2 separate regions of the Arachis hypogaea genome follow, and region 2 is linked to region 1. The links are chromatin contacts, called in public Hi-C maps. All regions are on one chromosome and are shown on one strand. The core of a region is the stretch at or near the end of the contact, and the rest is flanking DNA. Distances in the headings are between cores, read along the strand shown.

What was found. A called contact is a pair of places that touch in the nucleus more often than the background predicts.
Region 2: a contact with region 1 is called in a Hi-C map of an unstated tissue, with 8 times the contacts expected there. The contact joins the promoter of LOC112748458 here to the enhancer-like site in region 1. A contact is called at or near these places in 4 of 8 Hi-C or Micro-C datasets (leaf and an unstated tissue).

The regions. Positions count from the first base shown.
Region 1 is chr15:7,477,078-7,484,514 of arahy.Tifrunner.gnm2.J5K5, reverse strand. No RefSeq gene overlaps it. Among protein-coding and RNA genes, the nearest start is that of LOC140179078, 7.9 kb to the right of the region's middle. Within about 2 kb of position 2,919, at least 3 of the 3 cell types and tissues checked have open chromatin away from gene starts, as enhancers often do.
Region 2 is chr15:7,544,344-7,551,780 of arahy.Tifrunner.gnm2.J5K5, reverse strand. LOC112748458 (protein NONRESPONDING TO OXYLIPINS 2, mitochondrial) reads left to right here and starts at 3,225. Exons shown (of 3, transcript XM_025796690.3): 1 at 3,225-3,695; 2 at 3,803-3,921; 3 at 4,020-4,345. The coding sequence starts at 3,559. The coding sequence ends at 4,027. LOC112748457 (WD40 repeat-containing protein HOS15) reads left to right here. Exons shown (of 14, transcript XM_025796689.3): 7 at 450-513; 8 at 666-824; 9 at 936-1,057; 10 at 1,274-1,348; 11 at 1,517-1,570; 12 at 1,677-1,750; 13 at 2,101-2,175; 14 at 2,370-2,920. The coding sequence ends at 2,589.

The DNA.
Region 1 (7,437 bases), core at 1,670-4,169:
TTCGAGTTGTGCTTGGATTGGTGGCTAGCTTGAATTTAGAGGTTGAGCAGCTTGATGTGAAGACTGCATTCTTTCACGGTGACATAGATAAAGAAATTTATATGGAGCAACCAGAGGGTTTCGAGGTTAAAAGAAAGGAGCACCTTGTATGCAAGTTGAAGAAGAGCTTATACGAGTTGAAGCAAGCGCCAAGGCAAGTGGTACACGAAATTTGATTCCTTCATGGAAAGTCATGGGTATAGTAAGACTTCTTCTGATTATTGTGTATATGTTAAAAAATTCTCTGATGGTGATTTTATAATTCTCTTGCTTTATATTGATGACATATTGATTGTTGGTCATAACACTAAGAAGATTGAAAGTTTTAAGAAAGACTTGAATAGATCCTTTGCTATGAAGGATTTGGGTCCTACAAAGAAAATCCTTGGCATGAGTATCACTCGTGACAGGAAGAATGAAAAACTGTGGTTGGCGCAGCAGAAGTATATTGAGAAGGTTTTAGAGAGATTTAGCATGAGTAATTCCAAACCTGTTAGTACTCCACTTGCTAGTCATTTCAAGGTGAATTTGCAGCAATGTCCTACAAGTGAGAAAGAGAAAGCAGAAATGAAGAAGATTCTATATGCATCTGTAGCTGGCAGTTTGATGTATGTTATGGTTTGCACCAGGCCGGATATTGTTCATGCTGTTGGAGTTGTTAGTCGGTTTCTCTCTAATCCTGGCAAGGAGTACTGACAAGCAGTGAAGTAGATTCTCAGATACCTTAATGGTACTTCCAGAGTTTGTTTATACTTTGGGAGTGGCCAACCTGTGTTGGATGGTTACACAGATGCGGATATGGCTGGGGATCTTGATTCAAAAAAGTCTATTTCTGGTTATATGATGACTTTTGCAGGGGAAGCTGTGTCATGGCAATCTCGACTTCAGAAATGTGTTGCTTTGTCTACTACAGAGGCAGAATACATTGCTATTATTGAAGCTTCTAAAGAACTCTTGTGGATGAAGAAATTTCTACAAGAGTTAGGCATCAATCAAGAGAAGTTTTTGTTATTCTGTGACAGTCAGAGTGCTATCCATCTCAGCAAGAATCCGACGTTTCATTCCAGATCGAAGCACATAGAGATAAGGTATCATTGGATACGTCAAGTGATTGAGATGAAGTCACATGCACTTGAGAAGATCCATACTTATGATAATGGTTTAGATATGATGACTAAGAGTTTACCTGCAGTAAAGTTTGATTCCTGCAAAGAGAAGGCGGGCTTGATAGAGCAGCCTATCCACACTTGAGTTGGTGAGGAGGAGATTTGTTGGTGGGTCCTCAACCTCACGGGGTCCACACAACTTTTTTTCTAAAAAAAAGGAAAGTGCCTTTTAAGCCACGAAGGGAGAGAGAGTTTTTGAGACTTTCACTTTTGAAAGAAAGAAGAACGAAGCAGAGGCTTCGACGAGAGAAAAAGAAAAATTTGGGGGAAAAGGACAAGTCATTTTTGATCCGATTAAACTGGTAAACTTGCTCCATTTCTTATAAAATTTTAGTATGTTATTCCTGGTGTAGAGATAAACATTAGGATATAACTTGCTAGTTGTATTGCATTCTCTTTTATCTGATTTGAGATACCCACTCTGTGGAGGATTTATGTTGATTCCATCAGTTTTGATGATGTATTTTGTTGATTGTTGAAATGTCCTAGTGTCACTAGAAAAACTGATTGTGTACCCATTATTTTGATAGTGGAAGATTTTACTAGATTAGGTTTCGTGGGTTTTTTGTCCCTCTTTTAAAGATTTTTTCATATTAAAATTTTGATATCTGATTATTTAATATCTGTCATTATATTTACTGCTTGAAATATCTTTGATATTGCTTATTTAATCGCACAAATTATGAAAAAATTATTTTTAGTACTTCTGTTATTAGACAAATTTTTGTTTGAACTTCTATTGAGTTCCAACAATAACATAATAATGCCTAATAAAAAATTGATGATAAATGAATATCATAATATATATATATATATATATATATATATATATATATATATATATATATATATATATAGGTCTCTAATATTAAAATATCTTGAAAAATAGCTTTTTGTTTTTTAGAAGTATAAATGACGTCCAAATGCAATAGTAATAGTACAGGTGGAAAAGTATAGACTATAGAGTACAATAAATTTGAGTTTTTTTAAATAACTCATAAAGATATGAAAGTAACCCCGATCAAATTTAAATCACAAAATTTTAACTCTTAAAATAATTAGTATTATTCATCTCCGTCATGAATTTGGATATTCAGATAGATTTTTCTATACTTGCAAGGGAATATCCTTAGCGGATACTACTGCTACTATTATTATTATTATTATTATTATTATTATTATTATTATTATTATTATTATTATTATTAACTAATTCAATTCAAATTTTCAGAAATTCTATCAGATCAACTTTAATTCAAAGCTTAGATTAAATTGATTAAGTCCAAATAGTAACAAAGATATTATTTGGATTGGATTTACGAATTTTTGGTATAGTGACATTTTAAATTAAAATCATCATATGCACTGTATCCATATAAAAATGAGAAGATTACTACCAGATCGCAAAATAACAACTCAAAACTTAAAAGGACCACAAGGCACCTAAAGCCGAAACTGAGTAAGAGATTTTTTTTTTTATTACGGGCAAGATTTTGATATAATCAGAAATTCAGAACACCACTTTGATGTCCTTATTTTTTTTTTTTTGGGTCAGGCTAGTTTAATATCCAAAATCAATAATATTGAGAATACCAGTTTTCTTATAAAACTTGTCCAACAGTCCAATTAACCAATAAAGTTGTACACATGCAATATTGGCAGTTAGCCTTTGGGCATGGCCCGTCCGTGTTTTTTAAATAAAAAAATTTATTGGTGCATGGCCCATCTGTTCGTTAATTTACTCTTCACCAAAAATATAGACATCCAGGCTCACCAGGCATGAAATGTATCTAGTGACTAATTGCCTGATCGTTTGCCATTAAGCGGAGGCTTCTCAATACCCAAAAAAAAAAAATGGAGTATTCGAAAGAATTGTCACTGTAACAGTGGAAGGGAAAAGTAAAAAAAATTCATATACACGGCCACACAGGCAATTTCTCGCTAAGCCAAGAGTGGATCAAGACAACAAAAAAAACAAAGAGTGGTGTTTTGGGTATTACGGCCTGGATGTGAGGTCCACATCCTTAAAGTGTTGGGTCTAACGTCTTTTCTGGTGTGAGGAGACCGTCTAACGTCTTTGAGTAAAGATAAGAGTTAAAGCTAAAGTTAATAAAAAGTTGCAGCAAAGGCTGAGGCCAAGTGGCAATGAAATTGCCTCTTAATCAAGCTGCACCAAGTTTAAATCTTAACTGAGACTGGGATGAAGTTTAAAAAATCTCAAAATTTAGGTGTATGGGTGTGTGAGTAATGTAATGACCCAAAAAAAAAGTTAATTAAGAGTTAAAGTTAATAAAAGTTTAATGCAAATTTATAAATTATGAGTTGAGAAGTACTAAAATTTTGGAGGAGTATTAAGTATTTAATAATAGAAATAATGGCTTAATAATCACTCTTGTAACTTTTACTAATAGGAAATTATTCGTTCTTTTGTCTAGGAGTTGTTAAAATCATAAATTAAATATATGAATACGTTTTTAAGAATAATTGAGATCCTAAGTTAATATCCAAATTTCCAGTTTCAAGAGGCCAAGTGTCACAACCCGCACTAATATTAGGTGTGTGAATTCTCTTATTCAACGCTTGTGTTTGGCCGGTCTTGCTTTGCTTTAATCCACCCAATCAGTTAATCCTTTTGACTGTTAAATGCCACTTTTTTTTCTGCTGTCATTTAATTCCGACGTCATACCATTTCTTAGTTTTTGTTCATATTCTCCTCACTCTTAGGGTATCCATTAGTAAGAGCAGAAGAAATTATACAGCTTATTTCTAACCAAAGTAATCAATAATCAACTATTAAGCACAGTAAAATTTATCTATTAATGTATATCCACTAATCCACTAATCTATTAAAGTATTAATATATTAAAGTATATGTATCTGTATATCTGTTATCTATTTGTATAATATATATAATATAATTATAAAATTACATTTCTATTACATGGCTATTATCTATGTATTTATTTATTATTTATCCATTTATCTGTTATCTATTATTTATGCATTTAAGGAGAGCCACACTAACGGTGTAGGAACTCACACCAACTAAAGAAATCATTCTACCGTTTACAGAGCATTTCCTCTTTCGTGGCTAGTAAAGAATCTCAGCATCGTTTTGGAATGTCCCGAGCAACAGTCGAAGAAGCTGCTCATGGCTTCCGTGGTGGACATTGCGGGGATGAAGTCAATTTGAACATCTCTGCCCTGCCAACCGACCTGATTTTGAAGATTTTCCTTTGTTTTGATGGAAAAACCATAGGTAGGGGGAGGTGTATGTCGTGTGATTGGTACAAAAGATTGAACCGGGCAGATAATATGGTGACTCATTTAAAATCGGAGGGGGGGCAGGCAATTGTTCTTCACTTGGACAACCCCCTCAAAGATGTTGACTGTGGGAGGCTTTCTATGTTCGTCTTTGGAACCCGTGTCGCCGTTCTGGTCGCTGCTCCTCTTGACTGGACGTGATTTTTCCTGGTGGGAACAGATACCGGCAAGGTATGTGCAAGATACTCAATAGATGGTCGTTCGAGTTCATTGATCACTTGGGACCCGTTCGGTTTCTGGAGGTCTGTTATTGCTGATCCCGGGTTTGAGGGTTACCACTTCAACCACCGTGAGGAGTGGTCTGCTTACGCCTTTCTTAGCATGGTGGGTTGTGATGATTATAAGATTCTTAGTCTCACAAAACGTAACCTGGCAACTCCTGGATACGACGTGCAGATGTATCTTTCAAGTGCAAGGCAGTGGAGCCCCGCGGCGCGGACCCTGCAAATGATTGATAGACTGAGCAGTGGGTATGCCGTGACCAGCAATTGTGTTTTTTTGGGTCAATAGTGAAGGTAGATTTACCAAGAAGCCGGTCTCCGTGGTTCGATACGCAACCATGGATTCTGCGTTGGATGAGATAGAAATAGGTGCAGGGGCATGTGTGGACTATCCGACGTTGATTGGCCACGATGATTATGTGAATTTCGTTACCTATGAGCGGTCCGCTTTAAGGTTCGGAGTTCATGTGATGACCATCAACCTTAGACCCGGTGGCGCAATGGCGTGGGGTCGACATCTCTTTATTGGCGTCACTAACCTGACGGAAACACCCTGTATGAAGATAGGTCGCGAGCTTCTTGGGATCAGCCATTGTGTCCGTGATTTTGAGGGTGTTGAGTCGTCGCTTGATGCTGTTGTATCCAAGGCCAAGTTTCGATCCATTGGTCTGGCTGACGGAGTTGTGAAGTTCATTGGAAGCGTGAGATGGGCTGGAGTTGTTTGCATCAAGGGTTGCATGGGATTTTCTCTAGAAGTCTGAATATTGCTGAATAACGTATTGTTGTTTCTGCGCTGTTTTGCGCTTTGATTTCTTAAGATTTATGTACGCACTTTCTGAACAAGTTAGCAGTTTGCCAATTGTAATCTTTTATTTTGGTCCCCGAGTTGATTGCATCCTGTCCCCGGGGGTGATTAGTTCCCTTTGATTCAGATCATTATCTCCATGTCTCTTGACCTATGAATGTTTCATGTTTTATTTATATTTTATAATTTATAATTCCCGCTGCATATTTCCTGGTTATTATGTAATGTGTTGTGTTATGTTTATTAGTGATGCCGGAACTGGATTTCGTGGTTGTGATAATGGCTGGTTGGCCCGGCAGCTTGTGTTCCGGTTACTTTTTTCCAATCTTTGCAACTTAACATATTTTACTCACAGCCGGTCTTAATTGCTTTGGGCTGCCGTTTTGTTCCGGCCATTTCAATACAAAGACATTAATTGATGTATCATGATATTTTCAAGCCTTACCGGCCTTTTCTAATGACATGGGCCCAATCTGTTCCCTTTGTAACTGTGGGTTGGGTGAGCAATGACCCACACTGATGTTGTGACCTTATCCTCCTGCAGCCACGCTTCATTTCGTTTCCACTCCAAACCCTTGAATCAGCCGTCGCTCACCTCACTCAGGTCGGCACAGCAAGTCGTGTCTGTGATTGCTCCGCCGATCCTTCTTTTGGCCGATCTTACTCCTCGGCATGCCCAGCACACATTCATTTTCGTGTTACCTGGGTAATTCCTGATTCATCTATTCTACTGGTTATTTACTTTATGATTTCTTTTTCACAATGTTTTCACTAATAAAAACTCCAACTTCGTGCATGTAAAATTCTTTTGTTTCAACTATTGCAGGAGGATCCCATTAGTTGAATCTGAATAATTTCTTTGACCTCAACTGTTAACACCCTCCACTTTTGAGCTACCTCTTGTGCACTGCAGCTTCGGCTTTTGTGCGGCAATGCTTAGTTCAGGAACTTCGAGGATATACGGTTTGTTGGCTGCTTTCCTTGACTATGGCCTCCTCACTGCGCAGGTAATTAGTCAATTGTTCTTTTTGGTTATAATGGTAATAGTTATAATACCATCAAATATTATTCATCCTCACTATTTCGTCTGTTACGTTGTTAACAGTAATTATATCCAGAATACATTTTAAGGTGCGCTGTTGATAATCCCTGCTAATCTGATTTAGGGTGAATAACTTTACCTATTACGAATTACTGATGATCTTTACATTGGTAAACACGCTATTAAATCTTATCAAGCCATGCCTTCTTATCTGCTGCTGTCCCCCGCTAATCTAACATTGGCTACCTAACTTTTGCTATTCACGTTTAGTGATGATCATGAAACTGGTAAACAACCGATTAGATACAATCAACCAACGCCTTTAATCGTCCTCCCAGTAATTTTTGTCTACCAAGTTTATTCTTGTGCTCCCACTAATTTTTGTCTGCCAAATTTATTCTTTTGTTATTTACTGCCATGCCTATCTGATAGGCCAGCATTTACATTGCATATACATTTACATATACATATATGCTTTTGAAATCTGTCGCAGCGTTCATTTTTGACGATGACGTCCCAGTATCTTTTTTGCTTGGTTCCCATGTATCTCTCCATGTATCATATATCCCCCCGACTTGCCCATTCATCTAATCTTACCTCCATTTCATTATTCTTGCTGATTCAATGCAATTAATTACTTTAGCTGTGTTCCATTCTTTCTCATTCATCCTGTTCAACCCTGTGAATCTCTGGTGACAAGACATTTTCCTACATGGAGTAAATGAACTTCAATTTCCATCCTTGCTTCAACATTTACTGTGAATTTCATTTAATGATACTATATCTTCTTTTAGTCATACTTATGTCAGGGGTAATTAAACTGAGTAATTATCACTGCTA
Region 2 (7,437 bases), core at 1,976-4,475, 67 kb before region 1:
GCTACTTCAACCTCCCCTCTAGTTCCCTGCTTTTTTCCACATGCTATTTTATCATTTTCAAACCCACAGCAGCCTCTTTTCAACAGGGAAAGTTTATGAGGAAAATTGTGTCTTTCAATGTGGGTTTAATATATTTCTCAGAGGTTTGTGTAGGTTTTGAAAAACATAAGGGAGCTATGTGAAAAATTAAGAAATATATGGAGCTTTATAATTTTCTTGCCAATTTTTTTCTTCCTGAGTTTAGTGTACATAATAGTTCAGGCATGATGGTCCCCTGTGGCCTGCGGCACTTATTTTCATATGCTTAAGTATAATTCATGCAACTGAGATGTAAATTCACAAGTATTCTTTGCAGCATTTTTTTGTTTGGATAAGTATTCTTTGCAGTATTTAATCATAACTTTATGTAAATCCTATCAAGATCTTGATCTTTCTTGTTTGACATGCAGTCAGATGGGACACTACTTGCTACTGGTTCATACGATGGGCAAGCAAGAATTTGGACTACTAATGGTGGGATGTCTTCCATACGAATACACTGCAATACTTCCTTTGAGATTCATATGATTAGATGGGGAGACGTCAAAGGCTTGATTTGTGTTTGAATTCGCTCTTTTGAGTATTGACTAATACTATTTTGATTATGTGCCAATGTCTTTGATCAGGTGAATTGCGGAGTACATTAAGCAAACACAAGGGACCCATATTTTCTTTGAAATGGAATAAGAAAGGTGATTATATTCTTACTGGAAGTTGTGATAAGACTGCCATTGTATGGGATGTGAAAGCAGCGGAATGGAAACAACAATTTGACTTTCATTCAGGTATAAATATTGAATATAACTTGTTTAACAAAGGAGAATTGTCTAAATAGGGAGTTGAGGTAACCCTGACCATGTTTATATTTTTAATTTTGGGATTGATATGTTGTTTAGGCCCAACACTTGATGTTGACTGGCGCAACAATGTGTCATTTGCGACAAGCTCTACTGACACCATGATATATGTTTGCAAGATTGGTGAAAATCGCCCTGTAAAAAGTTTTGCTGGCCATCAGGTTTGTATTGTGACCAAACTTCAAAAGAGTTTTAGTATACACCGATAGTTACAATCCGATGATTATACTATCCTCGAGGGAGTAGGATTCATCATGTACTTTGTTGATAATCTATTTAAACCAGCTAGCAGGGTTAACTATATAGATTGGTTGGGTCACTTTCTGTTGGTGTTTTACGTGGTGACCACTGACCAAATGACCTTTCTGCAAATTTAGGGTGAAGTTAATTGTGTCAAATGGGATCCAACCGGGTCGTTGCTGGCCTCATGTTCTGATGATATCACTGCAAAGGTAATATTTATAACTGTTCTAATTGTTTGTTGCATAATGACATTTTCCACTGGTAGGATTTTGGAATAAAATGTTTACCTTATAGTACACTTATGAGACAAGTATGTCATTTTGCTGGAACATCTGGAAACTAATGTGTTTGTACTCTGATGTTTCTTGTTTTTGTAGATATGGAGTACGAAACACGATAAGTATCTTCATGATTTTCGAGAACATACCAAGGTAATGATTTGTTTTTATTATATTTCAATTTAAGATTTTATGTTAAGCTTCCATTTGACTTCAATGCTGTGCAGATTATTGAGAGAACTAGATAATTGTTTTGTAGGAGATATATACTATCAGATGGAGCCCCACTGGTACCGGTACAAATAACCCTAATAAAAAGTTGTTGTTGGCAAGGTATGTGTTCTTGCTAAAATTAAGTTTTTTTGCTTTTGATTTATTTGCAAGCCTTTCTTATTGATTTCCTGGAATTAGAATTTGTTTACTGTGTGTTTCCTTAGTCTTAGTGACCTCTGCGTGTGTTTGTTTGAAGTTGTGGTTGCTCCGAATGCCTTGTACCTGTACACTGCTAAGTGCTAACTGTGAATGATGTGTACATTTTTGCATGCTACTGATTCAAATTGATTTAATTCCTTTCATATCGCACTCTACTGTTAGTCAGTGAATGTTTTATCTTTCTAGAGTTAAAATGCATTTCACTTAAGCTGGGTTCATTTTAAAACTATGTAGTCATCCTTTTTGTGCAGTGCGTCATTTGACACAACTGTAAAGCTATGGGATGTAGAACTTGGGAAACTTGTCTATAGCTTGAACGGACACAGGTAAAAGCCTTTTTCTTTGCTTAATATATTTGGGTTATGTCAAGCCCGTTTCAAACATTGGTTTTAATTTTATAATATACACTTGGGATTTTTCCCCCCCTTAGAAAATACTTCGGTCCTAGGAAAGGAGGTAGGTAGGTTGCTTCTACAAAAGTTCTAACCCATGATTTCAACTTGTTTCTATGGATCTACAGGGATCGTGTATATTCCGTTGCATTCAGTCCCAATGGCGAGTATCTGGCCAGCGGCTCTCCTGACAAGTCTATGCACATATGGTCTTTGAAGGACGGCAAGATCGTTAAGACATACAATGGGAATGGAGGCATTTTTGAGGTGTGCTGGAATAAGGAGGGTGACAAGATCGCTGCATGTTTTGCAAGTAATACTGTCTGTGTGTTGGATTTCAGAATGTAAGAATCTCAGCAACACAAGTTGGCTTTGGCTAATTGATCAAATTCTTTGTTTTCCCCATCTTTAGATGGGGACTTGGAAGTGTAATTTGAAAGGGCTTGGTTTCCCGTGTTAACCATAGTTTAGTAATAACTCATGTTCTGGGATCCTGTTGTAATTTGATGCCAAGTCTTTGTTAGATTAAGAAGTAACTCGTAGTCGTAGGGGTACATTCTTGAATACTTTGTATAGGTTTCGTTAGACAACCTCCTCTGTATAATCATGGCACTCGCCTGTATATTTGTTGAAAATATAATGCTACCAGCATCCCCCTACATTCCCCCCTCTGCGTAAACACTGCTATCTTATATCCCATTTATTGGTCCTTGCTATTTATCCGTTTGAAAGTACTATTGGTTTGTGACCAGAAGAAAAGAGAAAAACTTAAATCATTTATTGTTTTTTCCGTTTAAAATTTTTAAATCATCTCCCATTGATTTTTTTTCTCCCTCAGTTTAAATATTAATGTTGACAAAACATACTTATCCTGTTAAGTGTTATCCATTCATTCATTAGTTATGAGAATTATGATGTATTAATAATTAATTAATATGATATAAAAGAAACACAAGTTTCACAAAACAAAGGAGACAACTTGAGGCCAATGAGTTATAGCTCAAATGGCATAGTCTTCTCATACTCAATTAAGAGGTTGCGGGTTCGAATCTCCTATCTTTGGTAAAAAAAAAAAAATATATCTTTGATAAAAAAAAAAAAAGGGAACAATTTGAGTAGATGAAAAAAATGTTGTTCTCTTCCAGAATAATTATTGATCTTGGTGTGGGCTAGTATGCTATGTAGTCCATTCAAATATGGGCTAGAACTGACCCAAGTCTGTAAACCAGAGTAGGGTTTAGCTCCTTCGGCATTCAGTGCCAAAACCCCTATATAGGTACCTAGTTGGAGTTCCTTCCAGTTCCACATAGCAAAGCCATGGCATGGCGCTGCGGATCGCTGTCGAGGTCGTTGATCTCCGCCATCAGAACCATACCAAGCCGTTCTTCTGTCCCTCGCATCCATCGCCCTTCTTCTTCTCCTTCTCTTCGCCGCCCCCTCTTCACCCTCCCTAGGTATGCTATCATTTCCTATTTCTTTTTCTTTCTTTTCATTTTTTTTTTCGTCAATTATTCAATTTTATTTTATTTTTCTTAATTCTATTCAAATGTTGATTTTGAAGGAATGTCGGAGCACTTGGATGTACGCAGTCGCTTATGCCGCTGCACAGCGTCAACGCCGCCGCTCGCTTCACTTCCCACATCTCCGTCGAATCGCGCGCTTGCTGTGAATTGTCTCAGGGTACTTATTACTCACTTCACTCTTATATCGCCATATATCTCGTGATTCAGCTCTTGCAGAAAGTGTTCATGTTTTTTTGCTCATGCGTTTTGCGATAGGTACTTGAATGGACCATATGGATTCGGCACCAATTGTGCATCACATGAATTTCTCCAAGTATATAGGTGGTGATGGCTGATGCTGTGTGAAGCAGGAATCTTCTTTTTCATTTATTCATTTCTCTTTCAGAAAACTGTTTGAGTTGTGACCTTGATGGATTCTACCATATACTTTGTTTTTTTGCTATGTATTAGATTTTTCATTAGATGATATTTTCGTGGTCCAGAACTCAAAACGTATTGAAATTAAGTGGATTTGTAGTTAGTTGCTAGCTTGGTGGTATATTGTTTGAGCAAAATAATTCAAGTAAGCTAATCTTCTAGTATATCTTGTCCTTATTTCTGTAACAAATTCTAGTTATGGTCTTGCTTGAATATGCTAGGAAGTGATTTCCATTTATAATGTTTAATGCACATTGGTTTCTGTTGATTTTGAGTAGTTCCACACTTATTTAAAATGATTTGGTGATTAAGGCACTTATGATCTTACCTTATATCGAAGTTGATAATGGTTCTTCATTGCTGCTTTCTAGTGTAGCACACTAGGCTTATTCTGACACTTAGACAAGGGTGCACTAGTTTCTCTTAGCAAAGGAGTAAATCAAAGGAAAGAACTCCTAAGAATATACCAAAATTACATACCTTCGCTTACTTTGCTTGGTTCTTCAACTTAAAAGGCTTTATGGCGATCCCTATTTAAGATTGGGATTCAATAGTATTAGCTAGAGTGTACAGGTTTTATGTGAAGTCTGATGTAAGAACTGGGTATTGTTGCAGGGCTTTGGGATTTCTATCAAAGCTCACCCAATTTAGGATTCCAATTGTTGTAATGTATTCTGCATATCATAGATCATTTGTAAGTTGTGAACCTCGGTAATAATTTGGCGCCTTAATAACGCTTCGGTGTCACCAATTGCTCCATTAACCCGTTGCAGGGAACTGTAACTTCTTCTAGAAGCATTGTAGGAACTAATCTATTAATAGGCATTATTAATGTCTCTTAATTCATCGTTTTATTCATTAACTGAAAGGATTTGAGTTTAGATCTTATAAATTTCAAAATATTTTTTCATAAAAATATATAATGAGAAGTATTTTAAAAATAAAAATATTTATATTAAAAAAATTTTAACTCCCGTTATATTTAGAAGAATAGGTAATCGAATACATTTTTTTACATATATTTACCCTGGGGGATATTGTAAGTTGAAACTATTTGGGTCTTTTAAACAATAAAAATAAACTTAATTATAAGATTTTTATTCTTTGTTTACCAGTCTTTAGAAAGTTAAGAAGGTTTTGGCATCTTCACCTAAATAGGAATTTAAAGAAGTTTAGAAATTGTAATTTGACTTTATCTAAAGTTTGTAATGTACGATCACTTCCATTCATTCTTTTTTCTAAAAAAAATATATAGTGTTTTAATAATATCTATTTAATTGCTGTTTACCATAACTAATGGGATGTTACTAATACAAGCAATAGTTTTGGAGTCACAAAAATTTGTAAACACACTCCCAAGTCCCATCGATCACTTCAGTTTTTTACAAAATGTATGGCTTATGCCTGATGGTCTATCAAGATCCTTAAATTCTTTGCATCATTTGAAAAGATTGCCAGTTATGAATGCTTTGTTTACTGAAAATGTGCCCTCTATCTCACTAGCAATCACCCATGTGATGCTCAAGTGATAGTCAGACTTCAATGTTTGACAAAGAGGTCTAAAGGGTGGCTGCTGGCCTTACCAAAACAATTTCTTTAGACTTTATACTCACAATTAATATATTGTTTTATTCCGAATACATACATATGAATTGGAAAACCCGTACAGAAAGTATACACGACTCAAATTATTAGTGGGGTCTAACGTTACCCCCTTTTTTTAATGTTTTTCTTGGTTGCCATTTATTTCTTCATATATGATTTCGTCATGATATCTGAGGATATGGATACTAAATTTTCATGTTTTCTTGTCTATCACTGTAGATTTAGATAAGCTCTGTTCCTGGTTTTATTTGTTCCTACATTTCCAAAATTCCTTCTGACAATTGACATACTAAAATTTCCAGAAAATAGCCTCGGGTTCAGGTACCTGATAAAGTGATAATGTCGCAATGAAAATACTAATAAAAAGGTTTTTATTTTTTATTTTTTAAGATAGTAGGTTATATTTTACTAATTTTAAAAAATAAAATATAAAGATGTTCAAAAAGAATTTAGAAGAATCTAACGGTGTATGAACAAACTAAAAAGAATCTAAAACAAGAAAAAATAATAAGTTGAATTGAATGAAACTAAGTTTTTTTTAAGGACTCGGTGAGATAAGATGGGTGTTTTCTGAATCTCTCAAAATAATTTGATAGAGAATGTAAGGATGGCAGACGACATCGAAATAAAGCCTTCAAAAATTAACTGATTGTGAGCCTTTCAAGAGTGCCAACAAATAATGCCAAGCAATTGAGGGTTCTGATCAATATCCTTCAACATGGGTTAGTCATCTCCATTGCTACAATCCACTATGATCAGAAGTCGACAAAAGTCTGAGAGAAGCATATCTCAAAGGTAACCTTGAGACCATACTTCTTTAATTGTAGAATAGTGGAACAAACAATAGGTGATCATTTTCATTGCTTTTTGACAGCAGGAACATATTAGCGATGTACATGGAAAGCGGCAATGAAACTAGGCAAGAACTGAAAAGTGGACATAGAGAGCTTTTCATATAAAGAACTTAATTTTGTGAGGCATGTTCAACTTCCATTGGTAACTAATTATATAACCTAAAGCAATATCATAATGTTTGAATTTATTTAAATTCCATTGCAATTTGTCAATATTACATGAATTTTAATGGAAAGAATTTTGTCCGCAAGGTCTTGGAAAAATAATTTTCGAATGAGGCTAATTTCAATTCCTATTTTCGGTAATTAAATCTTTAACTCGTAGAACAAGATTGGAAATAAACTGTCTGTTTGGCATTTCAGGAACCACTAAAGGATACAGAGGGCCTCAAAGATTCAGATGTATTCTTCAGTATCCACAACTCAGTTAATAAGATAAGACTCTAGTTTCTGCAGTTAAAATATTACTATTTCTAAAGTACTTATTCCTTAGAATTTTGAATAATAGAGAAGTAGAGTATGTTACAAGTTTCCAAAACTCTTTGTCTAATAGTGTCAAATTATGAACTCTAAGGTCTTTAAATCAAGGCCCCATTCTTTCTTTGGCCGAATCATAATATCTCAGGTAATCCAAGGCATACGCCTTTCAAAACCTTTTTTGCCCCATTAGTACTGTGAGAATAAAGAGTGATTTTTTAAATTAAATCATCAATAGCTTAAAGCAAGACAATGTATAGATAGAAATAGTTTTATCCACTGCTTTAAGCAATACGTGTCTTCCACCTGAAGATAGAACA